2 separate regions of the Zea mays genome follow, and region 2 is linked to region 1. Evidence: chromatin contacts called from public Hi-C data. All regions are on one chromosome and are shown on one strand. Each heading gives the region's core, a stretch centred on a gene start, on an enhancer-like site or on the middle of the called end of the contact. The rest is flanking DNA. Distances are from core to core; before and after follow the strand shown. Region 1 holds the start of LOC100192073. Region 2 holds the start of LOC100216907 (putative RING zinc finger domain superfamily protein).

The links. A called contact is a pair of places that touch in the nucleus more often than the background predicts.
Region 2: a Hi-C map of endosperm shows a contact between it and region 1, with 2.8 times the contacts expected there. The contact joins the promoter of LOC100216907 here to the promoter of LOC100192073 in region 1. A contact is called at or near these places in 3 of 25 Hi-C or Micro-C datasets (bundle sheath, ear and endosperm).

What each region holds. Positions count from the first base shown.
Region 1 is chr1:39,066,444-39,074,397 of Zm-B73-REFERENCE-NAM-5.0, reverse strand. LOC100192073 reads left to right here and starts at 5,092. Exons shown (of 3, transcript NM_001279945.2): 1 at 5,092-5,513; 2 at 5,613-5,948; 3 at 6,100-7,071. The coding sequence starts at 5,199. The coding sequence ends at 6,639.
Region 2 is chr1:39,681,371-39,689,324 of Zm-B73-REFERENCE-NAM-5.0, reverse strand. It overlaps LOC100216907 (putative RING zinc finger domain superfamily protein), which reads right to left and starts at 3,915. Exons shown (of 1, transcript NM_001143293.1): 1 at 2,592-3,915. The coding sequence starts at 3,742. The coding sequence ends at 2,906. It overlaps LOC109943141 (a long non-coding RNA gene), which reads right to left and starts at 7,927. Exons shown (of 2, transcript XR_002265829.3): 1 at 6,440-7,927; 2 at 5,972-6,367.

The DNA of each region.
Region 1 (7,954 bases), core at 3,843-6,342:
GTTTGAGAGAGGTAGCAAAGTCCTTCCAAGAAGGTGGCAACTTGGCGATTATACCGCCAGCCACAAACTTGTGAGGCAAAGGACATGGAAAAAGTTTGAGTTCCTTAGCTAGTGCCTGAAACTCATGAGCCTGTTCCACTACAGATCGGTTCTCAACCATCTTGTAGTCATACAGCTGCTCCATGAGATACAGCTCGCTACCAGCGTCAGTAACTCCAAACTTTCCAACAAGTGCATCCCACAGCTCTTTCCCTGTGGGAAGGATGATATAGCTTTTCTGGAATTTTGTGTCAAGTGCGCTAATCACTGCTCCTCGAAAGAGGTTGTCATCAGCCTTAAACTTAGCCTCATCCTCAGGAGGTAAGTTGGCAGGCTTGCCCTCAGCGGCATAATAACATGACATTGCAGTTAGCCACAACTCCATTTTAGCTTTCCATATCAAGAAGTTTTTACCATCAAAAGGATCAGGCTTTAGCACAGCAGCAAAACCTCTGACAGAAAAATGTCTAACATTAGGTTTTTGGATTGTTAGAAATATAGGCATTTTCCATATCATTTTAATTCCATAAATTAACATTATGATGATGACATATAAAATATGTTTAATCATAGAAATCACGATCTCAAATATATCCATAACAACACTTTACTCTATAGACAGTAGAGTGTAATCTACAATTCCCTTTTTTACAACGATTTGCTGCGGACAATCTAAATCTTTACTATGGATGGAAATTGAATCCATCAAGTCCTCTCATCTCCTTCCAAAGCAGTTTGCACCTGAGTATCTCTACCCTGAGAAGTGGGATTGCATGCAGAAATCTTCTTGAGTTAGAGCTTCCATAGTTTCTGCTTCATGCATAGTTGTACTTTTGTCAAATCTGGTAAATCTATTTTGTCAAATGGTGAAGTTGTTCGTATGTGCCCAAGTAATGGTTGTGTTACAGTTATGTGTCCACGACCGCAGTCAAATGTATAGTTCTACAAGAACAAGGCGCAGAATGTCACTGTTTTGCTTTGCATATATGGTTAGTACTGATACTCTGCGTATCTACGAAGAAGCCATCCTATTCCGCGAGTAAATTTCATCTCCAGTCGGTTCTAATTTCTAGAAACGTTCAGCGTTTAGTGTCGCCGCTTCCATATCCTGCGAGCATTATTTGAGAGGGTGGCCTAAGTAAAATGCTTAGCTGCATGAGCTGCCCTGGGCCCTTGAGAAAAACGGCAGGTGAGGTGAGAAACCTGAACGCAGCGGCGAACAGTTGGCACTCCTGCTGTCCTGCAGCTGGTGTTGGACAGAAGCTTGGAAAAGGTGACACCGGACGACACAGCACGAACGGCGAGATGCTGCGGTTACCCGCCACGCCCCCACTGTCATCCCCGACCGCATCCGGGAAAGCGAACTGGCAGAAAAATCGACGCCGAGGCTCATCAGGAAAGCAGTTCTCCAGTTTCGCGCGAGAGAGAAAGTGCCCAAGGAAAGAAAAAAAAAATCTTGCGCGCGAATCCGAGGACCCCCGGCAGCGCGATCTCTGTGACAGCGATGTCCCGTCCCAGGCCGCCGAACACGTCGCCCGGCCCGCGCCCGCGACAACTCCTCGGTGATGGCCGCGCGGATCCCGAGATGCGCGATTGGGGCGGGGACGCGGTGCGTTACTGCGTTTTGCGTGGTGTCGCCGTCGTGCCGGCTTTACGTGGCGAGCGGCCGCGCGTCGGGCACCCGCAAGCCGGCCGCGGGTATCGTGGTCCCAACGCAAGCGAGCGGAGCCAGAGGCCAGACACAGACAGACAGCCCTGCGTGCCGGCTGTCAGTCGTGCGCGCGCGGACGATGACAGACGGAACGAGTTGCGTCGTGAACGTTTCTACTTTGCTTGGCGCCTTGCACCACCCCGAAAGATGAAAAAGAAAGAAAAAAAAGGGAGAGACTACTCTACTGTGATTGCCCGTCCCGTCTGATTTTATAGACGCATCGGAAGATATATTTGCTTTATTTGTGCTATGAGATAGAGAGTGGGAGAGCCAGGTTTCATAGGCGAAATACTGAGAGGCTCGTGGTCGTGGCGATCACAACAGCAAAAATGTCTGCTCTACGGCCAAATGAATCTTGACACATCGTTGTCAAAGTGTTTTTACTTTCCTTGTATGAAGGAAATGAAACCGATCCTACAGATCTTCTTCTTCTCGCAGAAAAGTTGGCGACGCGAGTGATACGCCACCGATTTATTAACCCTCATACCTTACCATAGGGACAGAGACAGGACCAATCGTGTGTAAAATAGGACAAAAAAAAACCTGCATCGCGACCAATCGCACACGACGAAAATATCTCGCCGATGGAATGGGCCAGATGGCTGGCTGGCGTTGCAACTTGTAAAGCGGCTCCAGGCCCATTTGCACGACAGCACGGCGCGCCCAGCCATCGAACCTGCCAGGCGCGACCCTACTCTCTCTGACGGTTCGGTTCAGAGGACTGTGCGGGATTCGGTTCACAATGCTACGACCTACAATCAGAGAGACGGATCTATTACTGATTACTAGTATTTTCTCAGCACTCAACGATAAATACGTATTGATACAAAATTTTGTGCTTTTATTGGACACACATTATTTAGCTGAGAACAGATCTACCCACAGGTGGGTGGGGCTCCAGCCCTCCTATCGCACCTAAACTCATAGAGCCCACTAAAATCTCTTTAAAATAAAAATCGAGTAGGATTGATCCGACTCTATTTATAACTTTTTAAACTAAGATTAATAAACTTACCTAAATTGTTTTTTAGATGATCATTGGTCTAAAACAACGTATGCCACGCGCACAACCAAGTGCAAAGAAACATGACAGGGAGTTGTCTGGATTACCTACACCATATACTGAAGCCAAGACCATGTAAATGATCAGTTGTTCATAGAAACATCCTAGGTCCGACCTACAGTAAGTATCATGTCGGTGGCCCTATAAGCATCCGCATCTACTAAGGGAACTCAACTTTGAAAACTCGAATGGATCCATATCTTTTTTCTAGGGTGAGCAATCTCATAGTGTCATATGACTAGAACATTTAGTTATACAGTCTAAGTTTTTCCTTTCTGAATTTGGCTTATCTTGTTTCCAAACTCATGCTCATTCCGTCAATCAACTAATATTACACCAATCTGATCAGCATTTGACCCCCAACAACTTAGCACACGCCGGCCGGGGCCCTTGCCGAATGATGGCTGGGCCAACAGGCCGCCCGCCACCAGGCTGAGAGGCCTTGCCTTTATTTGCCCTTTTGATTTATTACTAATTAATATTTTCTAAGTACTCAACGATCAATACGTCTTGATACAAAATTTTGTGCTGTCATTGGACACACATTATTTAGCTGAGAGACGGATTTAGCCATAGGCGGGGTGGGGCTCCAGCCCCCCCCCCTACCGTTCCTAAACTCATAGAGCCCCACTAAAACCCTTCTAAAAAACATAAAAACTTTCATATATAATTTAGTCTCTCCTAATTTTTTTTTTGGCTCCATCCGACCATCCCTAAGCTTGTATAATTATAGGTGTTAATAAATCCGAGGCACGTACAAAATAAGGATATTATAAAAAGGTAAAAACTGATTGAAATAGTCACAATTCTCGCTATTCTTTTAGATGGAATGTATTCGGTATAACTATATATTTCTATATAGATATAAATTTAGATTTTATTTTTACTTTTATATTAACTGTAATTATTTATATTTTAATGCATATATTACTTTTATGCGCTTTCTTTGTCAGCATACACATATTCATACTTCAATAACTACATGCAGAACAACTTTTGCTTTAAAAACTATGGATAAAAAAAAGATATATACTCCTCAAACGAAATGGCGTAGTTACCAAAATGCGAGTTTGAATCAGTGCTGTCCATTTTGTATTCGTATTTGAAAAATATTAAAATCTATATTTGTATCCAGAAAAACAGTCGATTTCCGACTAACAAATATCTGAGTTCCAGCGGTACCGCCTGTTTCATTTCCGCCCAATAACTAGGGCCTCTATTGTTATCTTGGAAAAAATCTAGCCGTCCGGTACACCGTACACCAAGCAAATATCTAGCTAGGCTTGCCACGTATCCCGTGTCGTGATTACGACCAAGTGCCTTTTATTTCTTGTGGGCGCTAATGTACGTTCAAAGTACGTGTTCGGAGTTTAGCACAGATGGCACAATGGCACTGTCATCCGACAAGGACCTGTTTTTGTGGAGCCACGGCCGATGCGATTTCACATAATAATCACATATGATTCGCGTGCAGTAGAATACAGTACCGAGTAGCAGCGCTCCACTTGGTTCCGACTTGTGATCCTTTTCGTGAACGTGTACCTGAGAGGCATGACTGTGTATTCCATTGCCAAGTCATAAAGAGATAGTAGCGCGGTACAGGCGTACAGCAATCCAGCTGCCAAACTACAGAGACCTAGGCAATAACTTGCTGCCAAAACTTAAAGCTAGAAAACACCTTGAAAATAAAACCAAAACCCGGTGTGTGTACAGCGCAAGGCGCAGAGATCCATTTACGTACATGCCAAACCAACAACGAGAGGCAGATCCGGGGAAGCGAGCTGTAGCCCGTACACCACCCCTTGCCGCTCCGCCTCCACGTGTCGACCGCCCGCGCCTCCCCTGCCGGCCTCACGCTTATCTCTCCACGGAAGGATACGTCAACCACGTAGACCGGGCCCGTCCGCCTCCCCATCCCCCACACAACAAACGTGCCACGCCCACCCCACCCTCGAGCCAGCCAGCGAGTCACAGCGCCCGCGGAGGGCCGGTCGTTTACTCGTGGCACGCGGCCGCGCGCCCCAGATCGCTTCCGCCTGGTGGACGCGCCCAGGCGTCGACACGCGTCCCGGGGGCACGTACCGGCCATGGGCGCGCGTCACGTGGGCCGTATCGGACGCCTTCGCCGCTGTCACACAACTGTACGGGGGCCGGCCCGGCGGCCGCGTGGCGCGTGGCATCCCTGCTCCTGCCTTTTATACCCCCGCGGCACCACTTGGAACGCAAACGCAACCCCTCTCGCTCTCAAGCTTCAAAATCCCACTAGCGAAAGGAAAACGGGAGAAGCTAGGAAGCAGCAGCCGCGGCATTTCTTCCTTGAGCGTTCGCCTTCGGCTGCTCAACGCGTGCTTCGTTTCAGGAGAGCCTTGGTGGCATCTCTGTTTCATGGCCGAGATCTGCTGTGAGGCGGCGGCGGCGGCGGCGGGGTCGGACCAGAAGGGGGAGTGCGCCGGCAGCCGCGCGGCGCGGCGGCGGAGGATGGAGATTCGGCGGCTCAGGGTGGTGGCCGAGGAGGCGTCCGCCAAGAGGCGGAGGCTGGAGGCGGATGAGGAAGACGCGGTTGGGGGGCGAGCGCCGAGGTACGGCGTGACGTCGGTCTGCGGGCGGCGGAGAGACATGGAGGACGCGGTGACCGCCCGTCCGGAGTTCATCAACGGCCACCACTTCTTCGGGGTGTTCGACGGCCACGGCTGCTCACATGTAAGTGCCCCGTGCCCGCTATCTCTTCTTCAAACTGTTCGGTTCTTGGCATCTGAACTGAACTGTGTTCGCTAATTCTTCTTCATGTGCATCACGCAGGTGGCGACGTCGTGCGGGGAGCGGATGCACCAGATTGTGGCCGAGGAGGCGACAGCTGCCGCAGGCTCGTCGGTTTCGGACGAGACCGCGCGGTGGAGGGGTGTCATGGAGAAGAGCTACGCGAGGATGGACGCCGAGGCCGTCGTCTCCAGGGAGACCGCCGGCCCGGCGCCCACCTGCCGTTGCGAGATGCAGCTTCCCAAGTGCGACCACGTGGGCTCCACTGCCGTCGTGGCCGTGGTGGGGCCTCGCCACCTCGTCGTCGCCAACTGCGGCGACTCCCGCGCGGTCCTCTCCAGCGGAGGCGCCACGATCCCTCTCTCAGCTGACCACAAGGTACTGCGAACAAAGAAAAAACAAAAAAACGAGTTCTGTTTGTTTTTTCCCCTGTCACGGGCTCGGCCGCTCGGTCTCGTAGACAGATGAAGTGTGTTGGTGCCTGCGTCGTTCTAATCAAGTTCGCATGAATGATGATGATTCGCTGCAGCCTGACCGCCCCGACGAGCTCGAACGGATCCACGCAGCGGGAGGGCGCGTCATCTTCTGGGACGGCGCCCGCGTCTTCGGCATGCTCGCCATGTCCCGAGCCATCGGTGACAGCTACCTGAAGCCGTTCGTGATCTCCGACCCGGAGGTGCTGGTGGTGGAGAGGAAGGACGGCGAGGACGAGTTCCTGATCCTGGCCAGCGACGGGCTGTGGGACGTGGTGAGCAACGAGGTGGCGTGCAAGGTCGTGCGCACCTGCCTCCGGAACAGGGCGCCGCGCGGTGGCCGGGAGCGGTCGAGCCCGACCTCCAACCTGAGCCCTAGGCAGAGCAGCGCCAGCGGCGGCAGCAGCAGCAGCGGGGACGAGGAGGCTGGTGGGCCCAGCGGCGACGGCGCGGGGTCCGAGAGCGACGGCGAGAGCGCCGAGGACAGGGCGTGCGCCGAGGCGGCCATCCTGCTGACCAAGCTAGCGCTGGCGCGGCAGAGCGCCGACAACGTCAGCGTCGTCGTCATCAACCTCAGGCGGCGCCCGCGATCGTGATCGGTGGTGGTGGCTCTGTGATGGACTAGCCGTTCTTGGTTGGTTTGGTTTTCTGGCCCCCTCCGTAAGTTCAAATGGGAGCCCGGTTCACCTTCGCTTCGGCAGAGCAATCATCAGACAAGATGTCAAAGCGAAGATCGAACAAAATGTGAGATCCTTAGCAAAATTGCATGCTACTTCCTTTTACAGTAGTACAGCAGGACTATTGTTTCGTTAGCGTTTTTTTATGGGTGGGTTGAGGGGTGCGTTTCTGATCTGGTCGGACAGATCATCCCGCCTTTCTTCCCCCGGTAAATTCTCCAAATAGAAAAGCGCATGCGTCTCCGATGTTTGAAGAAACTTTACCGTGCGTCCGAGAGATTTAATTGTAATATATAGTCCAGTGCCCCTTTCACTAGCCAAATGCCCAAATCCTTCCAACCTTCTCTGACTAAGATCGTGATGTGCTCCTCCGGTTCCGTGTTTCATGTTTTATATAAATAAATTTGACCCACCATGATTGTCCAGAACGCGTTCGGCGACGCTGCGTCAGCTGCGCAACCCTGGATACAATATCCCGGGGGACGGATGTTTTCTTGGTGGCGTCCCGTGTCCTCCAAAGTTTTTTCATTAACTTCCAGATGAGATGGAACACACGCACAGAACAAACATGACAGTGTTTCCTGCCGGCTCGTTCGTCGCTGAAAAGTCCGTCGGTCCTTGCTCCTTTCCCTGTGGCCTGTGGTGTGCTGGTGGTGGTGGTGGGTGAGCCGTGCAGCAGGGAGTCAACAGACAGACAACCCCGGGCTGCCGCCTAATAATCATGGCGGACACGAGGCACGCATCCACCCCACCCCATGCTACGACCTGACCACGACGTCGCGTCGAGGAACCCCCCAAAACCATGATAATAAAAAGAAAACAAGACTAGGAACGGAAAGATGATCACGTTTCCCTTACCGGGAGCCTTTTTGTGCCGCTGACATCTGTTGCGCGTCTCGCTGCATTTTTTGTGCCTTGGCGATCGCGTCGGAGATTCTGCTCGCTCGTTTCGATCGGGACGGCAATTATCGTTTCGGGACACGTCAGGGGAGGGTTGGGTCGGCCGTCGGCCCATTTTTTTCTTTCTTTCTGTTGGGTCCTTACTTTTCGGGGACGCTGATGCTTTTCGTCCGTGGAGCGCGCCGGTGGAAGGTTGCCGTCACGCTCGCACACCTGGCGCGGAGGTTCATCGGCTTTTGGGTAAGGGATGTTTAATGGCCCTAGTTCTAGTTGACGACGGCTCTACTGATGATGTTGAGTCGACAGCATTAGAGATCCAGTACCGCTACGCTGT
Region 2 (7,954 bases), core at 2,666-5,165, 620 kb before region 1:
TGCCCATTCGGCAGCGGTCCTTTTCCGTCGAGCACTCAGAGTGATGCGCCACAACAGTGAAAGTTCTCCAGGACCAGGCCCACCACCAATAGACAATAGATTCAACGCGCCAAATGTTTCCCTGATAGTTAAGCCAGCCTTGCCTAGGTACCTAACAGAAGGTTCTTACCTCGAGACTCGACTCGAGTGAAGGTGAGCATCCATGATGGTTGAGAGAGTTCATCTCTTTGCTCACTGTAGATGGGTCCGGTCCTTCCTGACCTGATAGCTGTCTTCCAGTCTTGGTCAGTGGTCACCATGTCCATGTTTGATCGTCCCCGTGCCCAATGCAGCATAAATGGAAGGTTGCGCGAACAGTAGGCTGTTGAATCAACCGACATTTCACATTCGGAGATGTTGACTGCTCAACAACCAAGATAAACGGAACTCATACGTTAGGGCGTAACTGAGTTTGCCATAAAATGCTAATGGATGGACTCGATAACCATGCATAAGCAAAACCCAGTAGGGTAAATGAGTAATGTTCCTACTGGTGTACTGCGCAAGCCTCAAATCACCATCATCCTTGTCAGCTGGACTGCTAGAGAACACTGTGAATGGTAAGCATACCACATGGACCACTGAAATTCTTCATGTCAACCTGCTGGCATGAGAAGTACGGGGAATAATCATCGTGAAAAGCATACATCAGTCCCCTCCAAAAAAATTATGGCATTATTAGCAATAGATATACATAACATAGAATAACATTTCTGGAACAGTTAAGCTGGAAGAGAACCATGGTGCAAAGGGTAACGCAAACAACTGAGAAGTTAAAAAAAAATAAGCAGTCTCTGGATCTGGGGACTACTCAGGGGAAACAGTAAAAGCACGAAAAATAAATAACTAGTTAGGATCAGTTGTCACTTATCAGCCACTACACAGAGATCTTTGGCAACATATAATGATACCAAATAATCGGTGCATGAGCAGTCATGTATTACAGCTGTATCCAAAAATAATACATGGCAACCCCGACAAGAGGGAAGGATGATGACATGAACTAAAACATCAGCAAGCTTCACTAACAGCAAGTAAACCGTTGTCACGGATTACGATCCAAACTTAAAAAATGAGAATATTTTTCCTATTTTTACTGTAAAGATATTCAATTGGTGTTTTTTTCCCACCAGCAGACAACACAGCCTTGCATAGATGCTGTTTCAGCATTCATATTGTTACCAGAAAAGATGTTAAAGAAGCAAACAAGGGCATGCACCAGAATGGCATTTCTGAGGCCAAATGGTACTAAACATAATCAAGTGAGCAAAGCAAAGATTACGATATAGAGAATTTTATGCAGTTTCTCAGATATCCTTCTGCCTTTAAATACCTCCCCCTAAACAGCCACACATTCATATCAGAGATTCAGAGTAGAGGCAATACAAAACAGTAAAACAGGCATGAGGTGGTCAAGATGAGAAATGAAGCTTTGTTCGCCTTCATAAGTACAACATAAAGCCACAAACATATAGGGCTTGAGTTGTGATCAGTTTCTAGACTGAAACCAGAACTGGAGCAAAAGCAATACCTATGTTAATTAACATAGCACAAATAGATGAAATAACTCTGTCAACTTGTCAAGGATGTAAACTTATATCATCATCATTGTAAAATTCACCCTGCTACTCATTTGAAAGTAAGCACATAAGAAATGATAAGAAAAAAAATCACAGTTAGGCCAACAACTATGTTTCTTGTATGACTCAAACAAGATGGATAACCACAAGGATGGACATAGGAAAATATATGGCCACTACAAGATGGTACAGTTCATCATTTCTGCCAGAGATGAAAATGTGGAACATGGGACCCACCACCATTTAATTTCCAAGTGTCAATAATAGAAGCACTAAAGAGTAATTAAAGATAAATAGTAGGATTTTTTATTCAAAAAGTAGCAGCTAGTATACCATAGAGCAAAGCTGTAATCAAATTTGTAGGATCACCATGACATGTGTTGTATTCAAGGAAAATTCATCTAATCATCCATACTAGGACATGTGATAATTTAAACTGCTTTTTTAGACACACAACAGTTCTATATTCTGATACTTCGAGTAAATTCTTATATTGCCTTCACACCATGTGCACCACCCCAAGTATGATCCTGCACAAGTTGAATGCACTGAAAAGACCAATCGATTATCATGATATTTCTTAGGTACAGAAAATATATTTGAGTTGGCACATTTAAAATAGCATAGGGACTTGAGGTTTCCTTCACCAGCAGAGGAAACAAAAACACCAAAACTGCAGGAGAAAATGGACAGAAAAATGAAAAGAACAGTACTTACCACTTACTAGTTAGTGATAGAAGCAGAAGCTAGGGTAAGCTATGACCATTAAGCATAAACAAGTGCTCGGCTGGCAAGTATTATGACTGATCCATGACACAAATGCTTTAAATTGGAACAATGAAGGTATGCAGCTAGATGAACAGAAGTAATACCATAGGTTTTGGGGAATTTTAATGTCAATATAAGATATAGCACATATCAGAATGGGAATTCATGTTCAACCAATCCAGTATGTACACGAACAGTAGGTTTGCAAATACAACAATTGTTCTCTCAATCTCTCTACCTAAAATATTGAAAAAGATTTATTTCCCCAAAACATCCATTCATACTCCTTTCTTGAAGGCTTGCACTTGTGTTTAGCCTAATTTGGTTGCAAAGCTCGCTCCAAGATGTTTGCTCATAGACATCTCTTAATAATTCTTAGATGAGACAAAGGAAGGGGGAATGCTAGGCCTTCATTTACATCAAAAGCCCCAAGAAATTATAATCTGGGTTCCATTCTTACACTAGCCCTAGTTCTTCAGTGCTATCAATTGAAAACTTGTTACCAAGGAAAACTGTGCTCAGCCACTACGGGACTGCGATGAACTAGCTGGCCAGCTGCCATGACCAAAACAGCCAAATAGATTCCTAAGTAGGCGGCGAATCCGACCTTCACCGCCATCCACTTGGCCATCTCCCTCTGGCCACGTCACACGCCTTGGCCCAACTCCGTTACTGAAGCCGCCGTCCAGCTCAGTGTAGACGACCGGGAGCTGCTCTCTAGGCCCTCCGGCGAACCTCCCTACGGCGAATCCACCGCGTGGAAGTCGCCATATGGTGAGGCCAGCATCCGCCTCCGCATCTGGGGTGGCTGCGGCCGGAAGCTCTTGGCGGCAGACGGGGCAGGAATTGCGGAGCGAGAGCCAGGGAAGGATGCAGTCCTGGTGGTAGACGTGCTTGCACGGCATCTCCCGGCCGGCGGCGCCGGGCTCAAAGGCCTCCTGGCACACGGCACAGTGAGCACCACCTCCGGCCACCGTCACCGACGGCATGGACTCCACCGCAGCCTTTGACGCCGGCGGACGCGGAGCCGCCGCCTCCAGCCGCGAGAACTGGTCGAGCAGGCGGTGGAAACCGGACCCCATGAGGAGGTGCTGGACGTCACCGGGCAGCGGCCGCAGCCCTTCGCCCGCGCCGTCGTCGTAGTAGAGCTCGAACCCGGAAAGCGATCCGCCGCGGAGCACGATGACCGGGTTCATCGTCCCGCGCCGGCCGCTCCCGCCGCCGCCGCGCGGCGGCGGCTGCGTAAACTGCTCCAGGAAGCCGCCATCGCACTCCGGGCAGACGACGGTGGACGGAGATACCCTCACGAAGCGGCTGCAGCTGTAGCACCAGTAGGACACCGGAGACGACGCCATCCCCGAAATCGAAGACCCCGACCAAATCAGAGCCGGAAAACTCGCAGGCTCACTGCAGCCGCAAATCGAAGACGGCGGACAGACTCAGATCCAAGAAATTCCGGGGAGCGAGACGCCGAAATCCCCAAATCGAACGCCGCCGGTTTCGAATCGGGGCTTCGGGTGAGGGGAGACGACGACAGGGGAGGGGAATTGTGAGGGTGGGTGAGTGGGTGGGCCGGTTTTATGTGGGACGGCGTCTGCCGCAGCTGTGACGTCGCGGGTGACGGAGACTGCACGAGGAGGGCGGTGATTGGGAAGGTCACGCCGTTAGCCAGCTGCCGGAGGTGACGTTGACTGGTCTGCCGGCCGGGGAAGTCAAGGGGAAGAGGCGGGGAGTGGATCGGCGGCGGCGGCCGGCGGGCGGGGTGGGTTTAGCAAACTGCCGCGTGGATGGAAGGGAGACAGTTTTGACTTGAGCAGGGAAAGGCGTCAGGTTTACATTTATCGTGGTTTTGGTTTGACACCGGCCACCAGTTTAAAACTGAGAAACGCTACGATGGTGCAAGATCCTTCTGAACCTACCGAGTTTTTTTTTGTTAAACACTGTTCTTATCTATCAGTTGCCTGATTTTTTTAGTCCCTCCAGGCGATGTATCACCATATCTTGTTTTTACTTTTGGTGCATAATCAAAATCTGTGTTAAAGTTGTTGTGTCTGCTTCGAGTTTCTATCCGTTAAACAACCGTGCCTGCTCACCTTTTTTTTCTTGGTCATTAATTTTACACTTACTCCTATATATTAGGCGTCTAAATGTTGTTGCACAAGTAGAATATAATCATATCATTTTTTAACTACGGATTGACCTCTTGTGGTTTGTCATTTTAATTGCTAACGGGTAAATTTGACACCATTTGACTTTGTAAGTTGTCCTCTTTGATGTTAATTGTTTTTTTGTCATAATATATCATGTCTTTGTCTTTATCTAACTATATAAACAATTATAAATACTAATTATTTCTGTGCTAACATATAGTTGAGTTTTGTCCTTGCCTAGCTATAGAAACACTTAAAATTTGTTGATTTCTTTGGTATGAACATATACCATAATTTTGACCTTGTGTAACTATAGAAATATATATCTTTATTGTTTTTTCTGACAGCACAAACCAAATATTTTGTCATTGTTTGAGACTTTGAGGCGGTGGGCGGATGACTGGTCGTGTCCTCGCCGCTAGGACGGCCGGAGGAGGGATGGAAGCGACCATGCACAGGTGACGCCGGATGCGAGCAACAGTCACCAAAGGTTGGAGGCGATGATCCAGCCATTCAATCAACTTCGACGTCAGTAAAGGGTCTCATGAGAGATGATTACTTTTGAGGCACCTATAAATTAGCATCTCCCTTAGTTAAACTTGTGAATCGCAACCCATATTAACATATCGCAAACCAAAAAAAATGGACGCTGATACATTGAATTTCTTTGAATGTTAATTCAGTATCGGAACATTCATGGTTTGATATAATTTATTTGGTTAAATATGGAATAGCTTGACTTCGGAAAAAAAAATATTTATATTTTTTATAGAGATGTATCATGACTAAACACTCCGCATTCAACTCTGGTAAAAGTAAAGAAAATCACTTCAAATATTTATAGTTATATAAAACTATGGAAAACTTTTTCATCGTTGATTTGGCGATACCGATCATGTTTTTAAAATATATGTAATGGCCGACCAGGTTTCATAAGTTTAACCAGCTGTAATCCTAAAATAATCTACCTTCAATTGGAACCAAAGTGACTAAGGGGGTGTTTGGTTTGCCCCTCCTAAAATTTAGCCCTTATCACATCGAATGTTTGAACCTCCGTTCGGGGTATTAAATGTAGTCGAATTATAAAACTAATTTCTCAGCCGAAGATTAAAAAGTGAGACGAATCTAGTACAGTTGGTTGGGTCTATATTTCATACTCATATTTGAAAGTCAAACGCTTGATGTGATCCGGGCTAAACTTTAGTCCACAGAACCAAACACCCCCTAATTAACTCTTTGCTTTTTGTGGTCAACGTTCTCTTAAAAATTCCTTTCTGGCCCTTGAAATATATTGCCGTAAGGCATCCGCTTTTGCTTCTCGGCGAAAGCATATTCGCCGCTATAGATGGTTCTGCGAATGGTCGCCGTTGCTGCAACAACTTCGCTTCCAGTCACTTTCAAATCACTACTAGATGCTCATCGGCGAATACAGAGTCAAAAAGGTCTCCTTAAGCTATTATATTATTTTTTTCCCTTAATTATACGGCACATTTTCTGGTTAAACAAAAAAACCCGTAAACCAATTACTGTATTTTAAAAACCCCAGACCAATTGACCTTCACATGTACAGGAACAAAATAGCCAGATTCCAAAAGTCAATAAAGTTTGGCATGTGCTCCACGTCAGGGGTAGATAGGTCAGATCTACACAACGAACAAAGAAACTTCAGATGCTGTCATGCTCAATCAGTCATGAATACACGATACATAACTCCTTGTCTGCGAAGAAAGGGAGAGCTGACAAGAAGCTTCCTCCCCATTCCTTGTGGTCTAGCCACAGCCCACAGCCTCTGCTATTCCAAAGTCGATGAAGCAATTTCAACACCATCAACTGCAATCACACCCGGGCATTGGTCACAAATATAGATGTCTTGACGTTCAATTCAGAATAAAATGATATCACCTTCATTTTAGAAGAAAAATAATCGATACAAGACACATCTTTAAAAAACATGTCCATTCCCAATCACCAGGCTATGCGGAGGCTGCAAATGTCCATACTCCAAACTCCATAGACCATAGTCCAGCAATAGGTAGGCAAGGTAGCCAGTCCATTCCCACCTTCTCTATATATCCTCACAGCTCACTTGGCACAATTCACAAAGGAACGATCAAGATATTTTGCTCTTCTAGAAGAATAACAAACAGAAATTTATATAATATTAAATGTAGATGTAGCTTCTGTTTCCAAGGTCCCTATCCAGAAGTCAATGCCTAACCAGCCCCAGTTTCAACATGCAAGCAACAGAGAAATATAAGATACAAGATTTCAGTTTCAGAGTTATTAGTGTATATTGCACAACAATTCAGGCAGATTTGATGTTAATAATATCAAATTCATCCAAAGTGCCGAGGTGTTCATCCCCCCAACACCAGTAACAGCCCTATCACCTTTTGGTGTGAAAGGCACCATATATGAACACCCCAGAAACGCAACTGATCAAAACATGTTATTACTGCAAGATTCAGATTGAAGCACGATGTGGTTCAAGTGCGACATAGAATTTACGAAGCATCTGTTGTACAATAACTTGTTACTCACAAACTTGAATAAATGAGAAGAAATCAGGCTAATTTGAACAGACCTAACAAAAGCAAGGAGCTAACCAGTCTTCATAATGACATAAAACCTGAGAAAAGGACATGTTGAAGACAGTAAGACACATGCATCTTAAGAGCATTATTAGCATAAGCAGCACACATAATGTGCATAAAATTAATTCGAGCGGACAGAGTAGCTAGGCAAAGACTAACTTAAGTATACAGTATCATCTAAATATGGTAGATACATAGCATAGGTGATCAGCTATAAGGTCGGATTTCACATGAGGAACATAAACATGACAGCTGTGTGCAGTATCATCTAAGTAGATAAGATCAGTTGTATGATCAGATTTCACATGAGGAACATAAACATGACAACGGCCAGCCTCGTACAGGAAATATGGTTTATTGACGAAGGGAGGTGCCAGCTGCTCTAACTAGTAACTAATGCATCCTATGCCAAATGTAAGTCATTTTAGGATTCGATCAGGTAAAGCTTTTGTTAACTGGTCCATCAAATATTAAAAGTGGTACATATTGACCACCGTGGCCGTGACGCTGTCGTCGTCGGCGGATCTCATCGCGGCCTCCGCCTCTTCGAGAGGCAACTCCGCATCCCCGGCCATGGCAGCAGCAGCAGGGCGTCCGCGCCGCAGTCCATACCTCGCGAGTTGCGGAGTACTCGAAGCCCTTTTCCCTCCTCCCTACAACACATTCCTAGCAGCACGGCTCACTGGCTCAGCGGCGCGAGAGGCAGGACACAGACCGAGCTCACTGCTGCCATCCCATCCCCTCCCTCCACGGCGCTCGTGGATGCAAATGAACAGTCGAAACGAACAGCCGAAACAGAGAGGGAAGAAAAGGCCCTGGGCCG